2 separate regions of the Mus musculus genome follow, and region 2 is linked to region 1. A link is a contact called in public ChIA-PET data. All regions are on one chromosome and are shown on one strand. The core of a region is the stretch at or near the end of the contact, and the rest is flanking DNA. Distances in the headings are between cores, read along the strand shown.

The links. ChIA-PET counts read pairs in DNA pulled down with a chosen protein or histone mark.
Region 2: an RNA polymerase II ChIA-PET map of effector CD8 T cells shows a contact between it and region 1, with 321 read pairs. The contact joins the enhancer-like site here to the promoter of Arl6ip5 in region 1. A contact is called at or near these places in 6 of 484 Hi-C or Micro-C datasets (CD8 T cells, Th1 cells, embryonic fibroblasts and 3 more), 4 of 115 datasets of contacts at active chromatin or transcription factors (bone marrow-derived macrophages, effector CD8 T cells, embryonic stem cells and 1 more) and 3 of 9 other capture datasets (adipose tissue, liver and pancreatic islet).

Annotation. Positions count from the first base shown.
Region 1 is chr6:97,208,715-97,212,278 of GRCm38.p6, forward strand. It overlaps Arl6ip5 (ADP-ribosylation factor-like 6 interacting protein 5), which reads left to right and starts at 2,078. Exons shown (of 3, transcript NM_022992.2): 1 at 2,078-2,282. The coding sequence starts at 2,107.
Region 2 is chr6:97,291,939-97,295,931 of GRCm38.p6, forward strand. Frmd4b (FERM domain containing 4B) reads right to left here. Exons shown (of 23, transcript NM_001346637.1): 21 at 3,638-3,993; 22 at 425-557. Among named protein-coding and RNA genes, the nearest start is that of Gm32191, 41 kb to the left of the region's middle. Within about 2 kb of position 2,258, at least 90 of the 459 cell types and tissues checked have an H3K27ac peak or open chromatin away from gene starts, as enhancers often do. A contact at or near this core is called in CD8 T cells, Th1 cells, adipose tissue and 3 more, where this site is marked.

The sequences.
Region 1 (3,564 bases), core at 828-3,327:
TTAGGAAGGCCTTAGAATACCTGCTAGCAGGGTACTAAGCAGTCTCAACATTTTTCTCCCATTTTATCTATTCAGAGGCAACCACAATGATCAATGACAACAGGACCTGAGATCAACAGCAGCAGGTGTTTATTTTAAAAGTATAGAAAACAGGTTAAAACACTGTAAACATCAACCAGAAAAATTAAGGACTCTGCTAGCTATTTGGTTTGTTTGTTTGTTTGTTTGTTTGTTTGTTTTTGTAATAATGGGGTCTGCACACAGGACCAATGCTGCTCCATGCTAGGCAAGTTTGATCACTGAACTCTATTTCTAGCACTCTTCTCGCTTTTTATGTTGAGCCACAATCTTACCAACTTGCTCCGGCTGGCCTTGAACTCACTTTGTAATCCCTACAAGCCCTGAACTTAAAATTCTCCTGTCTTGGTCTCCGGAATAGGTCTGCCTCACCATGCCAGTTTGTATTATTACTGATAACAGTAAAATCTGTAAATGCTGCATATACTAAACACTTCCCAAACATCCCTCATTTAGCCTCTGTGGCAGATTTTCTACTAACCCCGGTTTACCTAAGAATCAAGGAAGGCTGGGGGAAGTTAAGACATTCCTCCACTGGCCTGGAGAGATGACTCAGAGGTTAAGAGCATTTGCTGTCCTTTCAGAGGACCCAGATTCAAGTCCCAGTTCCCACGTGGCAGCTTAGAATCATCTGTAACTCCAGTTCCAAGAGCTCTGGCACCCTCTTCTGACCTCAGCAGGCACAAAGCATGCGGGTACAGCACATACACAATGCAGGCAAGACATTCATTCACAATAAATTAGTTTTGTTTTGATTTTTTAGGAACTACTTTTCTCCAAAGTAAATTGCTGGAGTCCATTGCCAGGCTATCCTAAACACCAGTGGCAGAAGACATTTTCATAAAGCCCCCAATGATTTCCTCAACTGCCTTTCTAATCAGCTAAACAACTAAGTCTGACTTCGCCTCAAGTATATTTTACTACTCTTTGTTTTAGGGTAAGTTGGTGGTCTTAGTAGAGCACTTTGAGTTTGGTTAAAAATTAACAGTTGCAAATTTAGAAACACTGTTACCTTAGGCACTGCCATCTTAGAAGCCTAGGAGTCAGGGGGATCCTGGACACCACAAGAAAACAACCCACAGCATCAACTAAGCAGGGCTCATAGGCGCTCACAGAAACTGAAGCGGCTAGCACAGGGCCTACGTGTGTCTGTGCTAGGTTCTCTGTGTATGTGTTATGGTTGTGTAGCTTGGTGGTCTTGTAGAAGTTGTTTTCTTAGGTAAATGTTATTTGTTTAATATTGGAATAAAACTAAGAAACCTTTCTGGCCTGGGAAGCCATGTTTCTGCCCAGGAACACAGAGCACCTCCAGCAGCTGTCTGCTTTGAAGCTGCTAAGAGCTCGCTCAGGAAGAAGTGAAGTCATCCGCTTCTATCTATCTTCTATCTATAACGATGGCACAACGGTTCAGTAATTTTGCCACAGGACAGCAGAAATGAAGGGCGAAGAAAAAGGCGAGCTGGCAATCACTTTATTTCAGTTCACTTCAGTCAAACCCTTGCTCCCATTTTTTTTTTTTCTAGTGTGATTTCACACAAAGTGACTCATGAAAATTGCACGCATATGTGGGGAGATTAGCAATACCGGACTTCAGTGACACTGAGGCCGGCTTCCATTCCATTCCACTTATATTGACAGCTGAACAGCTGCTTTTTTTTTTTTTTTTTTTTTTTTTTTTTTTTTTTTTTTCTCCCTTCAGGGCAAAGAACACACACAAGCGATGTGTTTAAAAAGAGATGGTTTGTATTTAAACTGCCAGAGAGAACTGACACCACCTTTAGTTTAGGTAGGGGATTTCCGCTAGTTACTTTTTGTCCTAACATTGGATAAAGCCCACTGCTCTGAGTCACTAACCACTTCCAGCCAATCACAGACAGACCAACACACCCGCCCGCAGCCAATTTTCTGAGCCCTGCCGTGCTTTAACCGCAGAACCAATCCGAAGGACCCGCTGTCATCTTTCATCCAGCTGGTTGTCGCTGCCGCCGCCTCCAGATTCCGAAGGCGAAGCTCGCGAAGCAGAGGAACATGGACGTGAACCTCGCCCCGCTCCGTGCCTGGGACGATTTCTTCCCGGGCTCTGATCGTTTCGCCCGGCCGGACTTCAGGGACATTTCCAAATGGAACAACCGTGTAGTGAGCAATCTGCTCTATTACCAGACCAACTACCTGGTGGTGGCTGCCATGATGATTTCGGTTGTTGGGTAAGTGGGGTCTTCTGCCTGGAGCACCTGTCCAGGGTCAGGACGTAGGGACCACGAGGACAAGATCGCGAAATGCAAGACTAGGTCCACACGGAGCGCCTGCCTCAGGGAAGGGTCTCGGGAAGTGGCCCACCCAGTGGAAACTTGTTCTCAGGGCGAGGCCACAGCTCTCTGAGGTCCCCTTTCTTTCTCTTTTTGCTCTAGAGGCTTGAGCAGGGACCCTGGGAGGGAAGAGGTGAGGAAAACGCTGAGAACTTGGGACAATGAGAACTACCCCCTCCCACGTCCCCGTGCTGAAGATATTCGCCTGTCAGATGTTTGTAGCACAGTGGGTGTTTTAAAAATAAGAAAAAATGTGGTGGTGTTGTAACCTTGTCCTGGGGCTGCCTAGCAAAGCCTGGAGTGACAGGGTGTGGACCCAGGGCTGTGTTTAAGTGGCCTCTCCGGCTAATGTCTGTCTATACTGTACATAGAACTGAGCTTCCGCTCAGGCGGATGCGAGTCTCCTGGTGGCGCATCTTCCCCTGTGAGGTGACTCTGGAAACGAGGCCCCCTGACATTTTCTTTTCCCCTAGAAGTTGCCGGACACGGTCGCTTTAGCTTTGCTCCTTAGCCTGGGGTCTTAAACATCTCTGAAGGCCTTTTCGATGCTGGTTAAGAAGTTTCCTGTGCTAAGTAAGGTTATACGTGAACATTCTGGCGCACATACACGTACACATTTCCGCACCTGTTTCCTGAGAAGCTGTTTTTCCTTGTAGGTTACCCTTTAAAAATGCTTCTTCCACCTTTTAACAAAATAAATGGTTATATTCGCCATTTTATTATCTCTTATACGAATTTAAATAGAAGGTTTTACAAAACACCCTCTTGCCCTAAAAGAAGTCCTTTTCTAAGGTTTCTCTTTCCGAACAAACCCAAAGAGAAAGAGAAGCTGCTAGGGAGAAAAACAAAAAACAATCCCAAAAAGGAGAGAGAAGAGATGCACACTCGGGGCTCTTAGGAAGGGGTGCGTGATAAGGCGCTGTCTTAAGTTGGCCTGAGGTTAGCTGGCTTATTTACTTAGCTACCTCTGGGCACCAGATCCCACGCCAAGCTCTGAGCGCACCAAGATGAATCAGACTTGAATTCTGGCCCAGGGACACATGGCATTTGCTGAGCCTCAAAAGGAGCAAACTCACAGCACGGAGGAGACTGGCAAGCTTCCTCATTTCCAGGCGTGGTTCGGAGTGGTCACCGGTTCTCAAATGTGGGCTCCATGTGAGATCTTAGCTGTGTGTGGCTG
Region 2 (3,993 bases), core at 1,008-3,507, 83 kb after region 1:
ATCCACAATACAGTTTTAAGCACACCCTTAAAATAGACCAGAAGGAGCAGCCCGGCTTTGAGACTATGACTTTAAAGTGTACAGCTGTAAGAGATAGAGCTGAATTTGGGTGAGCTACATGGAGCTCAGGAAACTTTAGAAGTCAAAAGTATTTTTGGCTTTGCTAGCCATGTCTTATTTGTCACAGCCATTTATCTTTGTCCTCAGAGTGTGAACACACACACACAGCTTACAGGTAGAGTAATGAGCATAGCCACTTTCCAGTGTAACACTATTTACTGAATATGGTGGTAGTTGGGTTGGGCCTGTAGGCTCTTGTTTACCAAATCCCACTTTATGCCTCTTCACCACCAGGCTGCAGTGTAGGAGCCACACGTCCTTCAAAGAGGACCAGGCTCCGAGAACCTGGCCAACACTTTCTCACCTGCTCGGAGAGGACAAGGGATTGTAGATGCTGCCATAGTAGCTGGTGTAGGGAGAATGCACTGGATTTTCATATTCAGATAGCCCAATGGTTAACTGGGTCCTCCAGTTCCCAGAAGCATTTGTGGAAGACACTAGAAATGAGAACAGAAAGAGAGAGAACGTTAGTTGAACTATTCCAAGCTAAATCTGTTCAGGTTGCTTCACACTCCGGTATGTGCAGAGCAGAGAGATGGAAGCCTGGGTTTAGTTTTGTGTTTGCCACTGCTGAGGGGGTGGGTCCAGGCCTTGCCTCTGTTCTACCTCTGAGAACGAGAAACCCCTATCTGAGCCAGAATTGATAATCAGTTCAATTTTCTGGGTTAATAGCCGGCTGAGTGACTTGGGCAAATAGCTCCTCCTTTTGAAGCTTCAGTTTTCTTATTGTGGAGAGGGTAAGTACATTTTCTGTGGTGACAGCACCAGGACTGAAGGTTATGATGAACATAGTTAGCCTAGTGCAGAATAAAGGCTCGCAACATGGTAAGTATTACTATTAACAGGAGTTAGTCCAAAGGGAAGACAGAATTATTTTCAAGAACACCCGTTTTGAAGTAGCCCAGAAGGAAAAGGGAGTGGATTCTCAAAGGGAGAGAACCTTGCCACCTGGGCTTCAGATCCGACCAGATGGTACTTGAGAATCCGTCGAGAGGAATGTGGAGGAAAAGCCTTCAGCCAGGTCACTTGTCAAGACTTGACTGCTGAAGGCAACACTGGCCACTGGTAAGGCAGGGCGTTTTCTATTGTTGACTGAAAAGTGGAGGGTGAAGCTAGCAGGAGGTGGAAGAGGCTAGCTTTGCAGAAGGGTGGATCCAGGAGATGACAAGGGTACAATTTGGAAGCAGAGCCTGATTGAAGGAATGTTACTGGGTGTCACTGGTTATCACTGGGTTTCTGCTCTTCTCTTTGTGGAACCAGTCCTGCCCCATGCCTGGGCTGCACAGGTGACTCGGCAGCTCTGTGTGTGTCTAAGCCTCACAGACAGCCCTGCTCACTGTTCTTCCTGTTCCTCACGTTCTGTCCACTGACCTCTTTCCACACCCACAAGCCACTTGCATTTGCCACTGACAAACTTCACAATGCGTCTTTGGCCACAATGCCACTTGATTTACACTAACAGATGTAGGATGCTCACGGAGGGTTTCCAAGACTGAGCACCGAGGGAAGGGCTCTGAAGCCTGCGGGGGTCATACTGTTAGCCCTGGGATGGAAGCCCTACTTTGTCACCTGCCAGCCTACGGGACTGGCAGTCATTCAAACTCTATCTAAACCAGAGAGAGTCACCTTAACTGTAAAATAAGAATCATAACACACAGCTCTCGCCCTACAGCCCTGCTGCTCCCATTAAAAGGGCACCCTGACACAGAGCTGCCAAGAAAAGGTGGCTATGATCACTCCTGAAACTGAGTCATGACGAAGCCTTCAGGTGGTGCAGAGTCTGACTAACCAGAAACAGGAAATGTAGCTCTCCGTGTGAATGATCGGAGCCTGTAGAAATACATCTCCAAAGCTATAAAGTAGGGGCAGGAACATTCCAGAAGGGATTTCCGGGAGCCTTGATTTCATCCACTTAATTCTTTCTAAAAGATGCTCTTAGCCAGGTGTGGTAGGGCAGGCATGGGAGAGGACTCATGAGTTTGAGGTCAACCCTGGATGCACTGTAAGATCCTATTTAAAAAACGTCAAGGGGGTGGGGGATGGGGTAAGGAGGAATGCTCTTGGTGGTGCAGTCAGCAGAACTGATACCAGGTCTGAACCAGGAAGCAGTAACTCCGTTTTCACCCTTGCCCTAGATACAAAACCAACAGCCAAGACACTCAAGGGTTTTGACTCACACCTGGTTTCCTGTGGGTGTTTCCCCAGCCCTGCGTGCGCACCAAAAGCCATCCACAAGAATTTCCAGACCCCTGTTTGCTCTCATTCTTGGGGAACTCTCTCCAGATGTGACCCGTGAAAGCCTTCCATGCTTCACCCTGAGCTTTGAGGAAGTTCAGGAGGTCCTCTGAGCAGGATAGGTGTCCTCTACATCAGAGCCATAAACCACAAGAAACAGTGATAGACACCTCTTCCTGTGTTAGATGTGGTCATAGGTGGGATAATCCCGGAAGTCCAGGTCGCAGAAATAGTAATAAAATAGAACCCAAGCAGTACTCTCCATGGCAATGTCTCTTGTCAACAATCTTATGAATCACAAAGGAACAGCTCACTCTGACTGTTCCACAGGCTTGGAAATTCCCACCTAGGACCCAGGTTTTTGTGTAGTTTAAGCATTCATGCATTTCTTCAACTCATACATTCCTTTAGTTGCTGATGACACCCTTCAAAGGACCTTGAGGTCCTTCAATACTGACCTAGCACTATGCTGGGCAGACCAGTCCTCAGCTCCTATTTCTCCAAATTACTCAGAACAGGTTAGGGTGTGCAGCAGGTACTCTGCAAATGGGAGCAGAGGGAGTAGCCAGCTCCCCATTTCAGGGTTAGAAAGAGAATGCTTTTGATGATCAAAATTAGCTACCAAAATTCCTGGAGTTTTCAGTAATGACGGTGGGCATGGAATCAGGTTTTCAAGAACCCCAGGCAAACATTGAGCTATGACCCCAGCCTCCCAAATTCCTTACATTAGCAATTCAGTTGAGAACAGTATAGACTGAGATAAGATAAGCAAAGTATGTAGAAAAATACTTGACAAATACCAGTTCTATCGGAATGACTGTAGGCGTTACGCAGGCAGGTGCAGGAATATTCGATCTTTAGATTTATGACATCTTGGCCAGTGGGAAGGGATGTGTGATCCTTACTTAATGCCTTCTGCTGACTTTATGTGTCTCTTTATTCTTTCAAAACATCAAACTCCAGTGATGAGAATACTTTTAAGAGATGTGGCTATCAATATGAGGTGAAGATAGCACAAAGCTGGAGCAAGCACCAAGCCAGGACAACACACAGACTGGGCCCTCATCCTGTGTTTGCCCGGCTCAGATCTACAAATGGCTTCATCAGGCTCTAATGCTCTCTGAAAGCTGTTCAAGTTGGCAGTTCTTATTACGGGTCCACTTAATGACCACCACTCTGAATGACCTCGGGGACCAATTTATGACCCTGGACAGGAGTGGTTTGGGATGGGTTGGGATACATGGTGGCCCCTGGAGTGATGTGCTTCCCCCAGCAGTCTTACCTGAAGAGTAGGAAGATGCTCGACTGCTTGGAGAACAGGGGACCTGCAGCCCTGCAAATCCCAGGCACCTCTGCGATCCCCTGTCTGAGTCAAAGCTCGTCTGTGGGCTGTGCCCCTGATCCTTTTGTCCAGAAGCCCTCTGGTACCAGCCACGCAGGTGCTCAGCAACTAAGGCCTTGTGGATGTTTTTGGTGATGTGCTCAGATTTCACGGCCGCCTTCCTTGGCAGCCGGAGAGTTGCGTATGGGTTATGTGGCACGCGGTCTACTTCATCTTCATGGAAAGACCTGCTGTAGTCCCTCTGGCGGTCATATCCATAGTGAGCTGAGGATCGGTAAGAAGGATTGACACTGTAC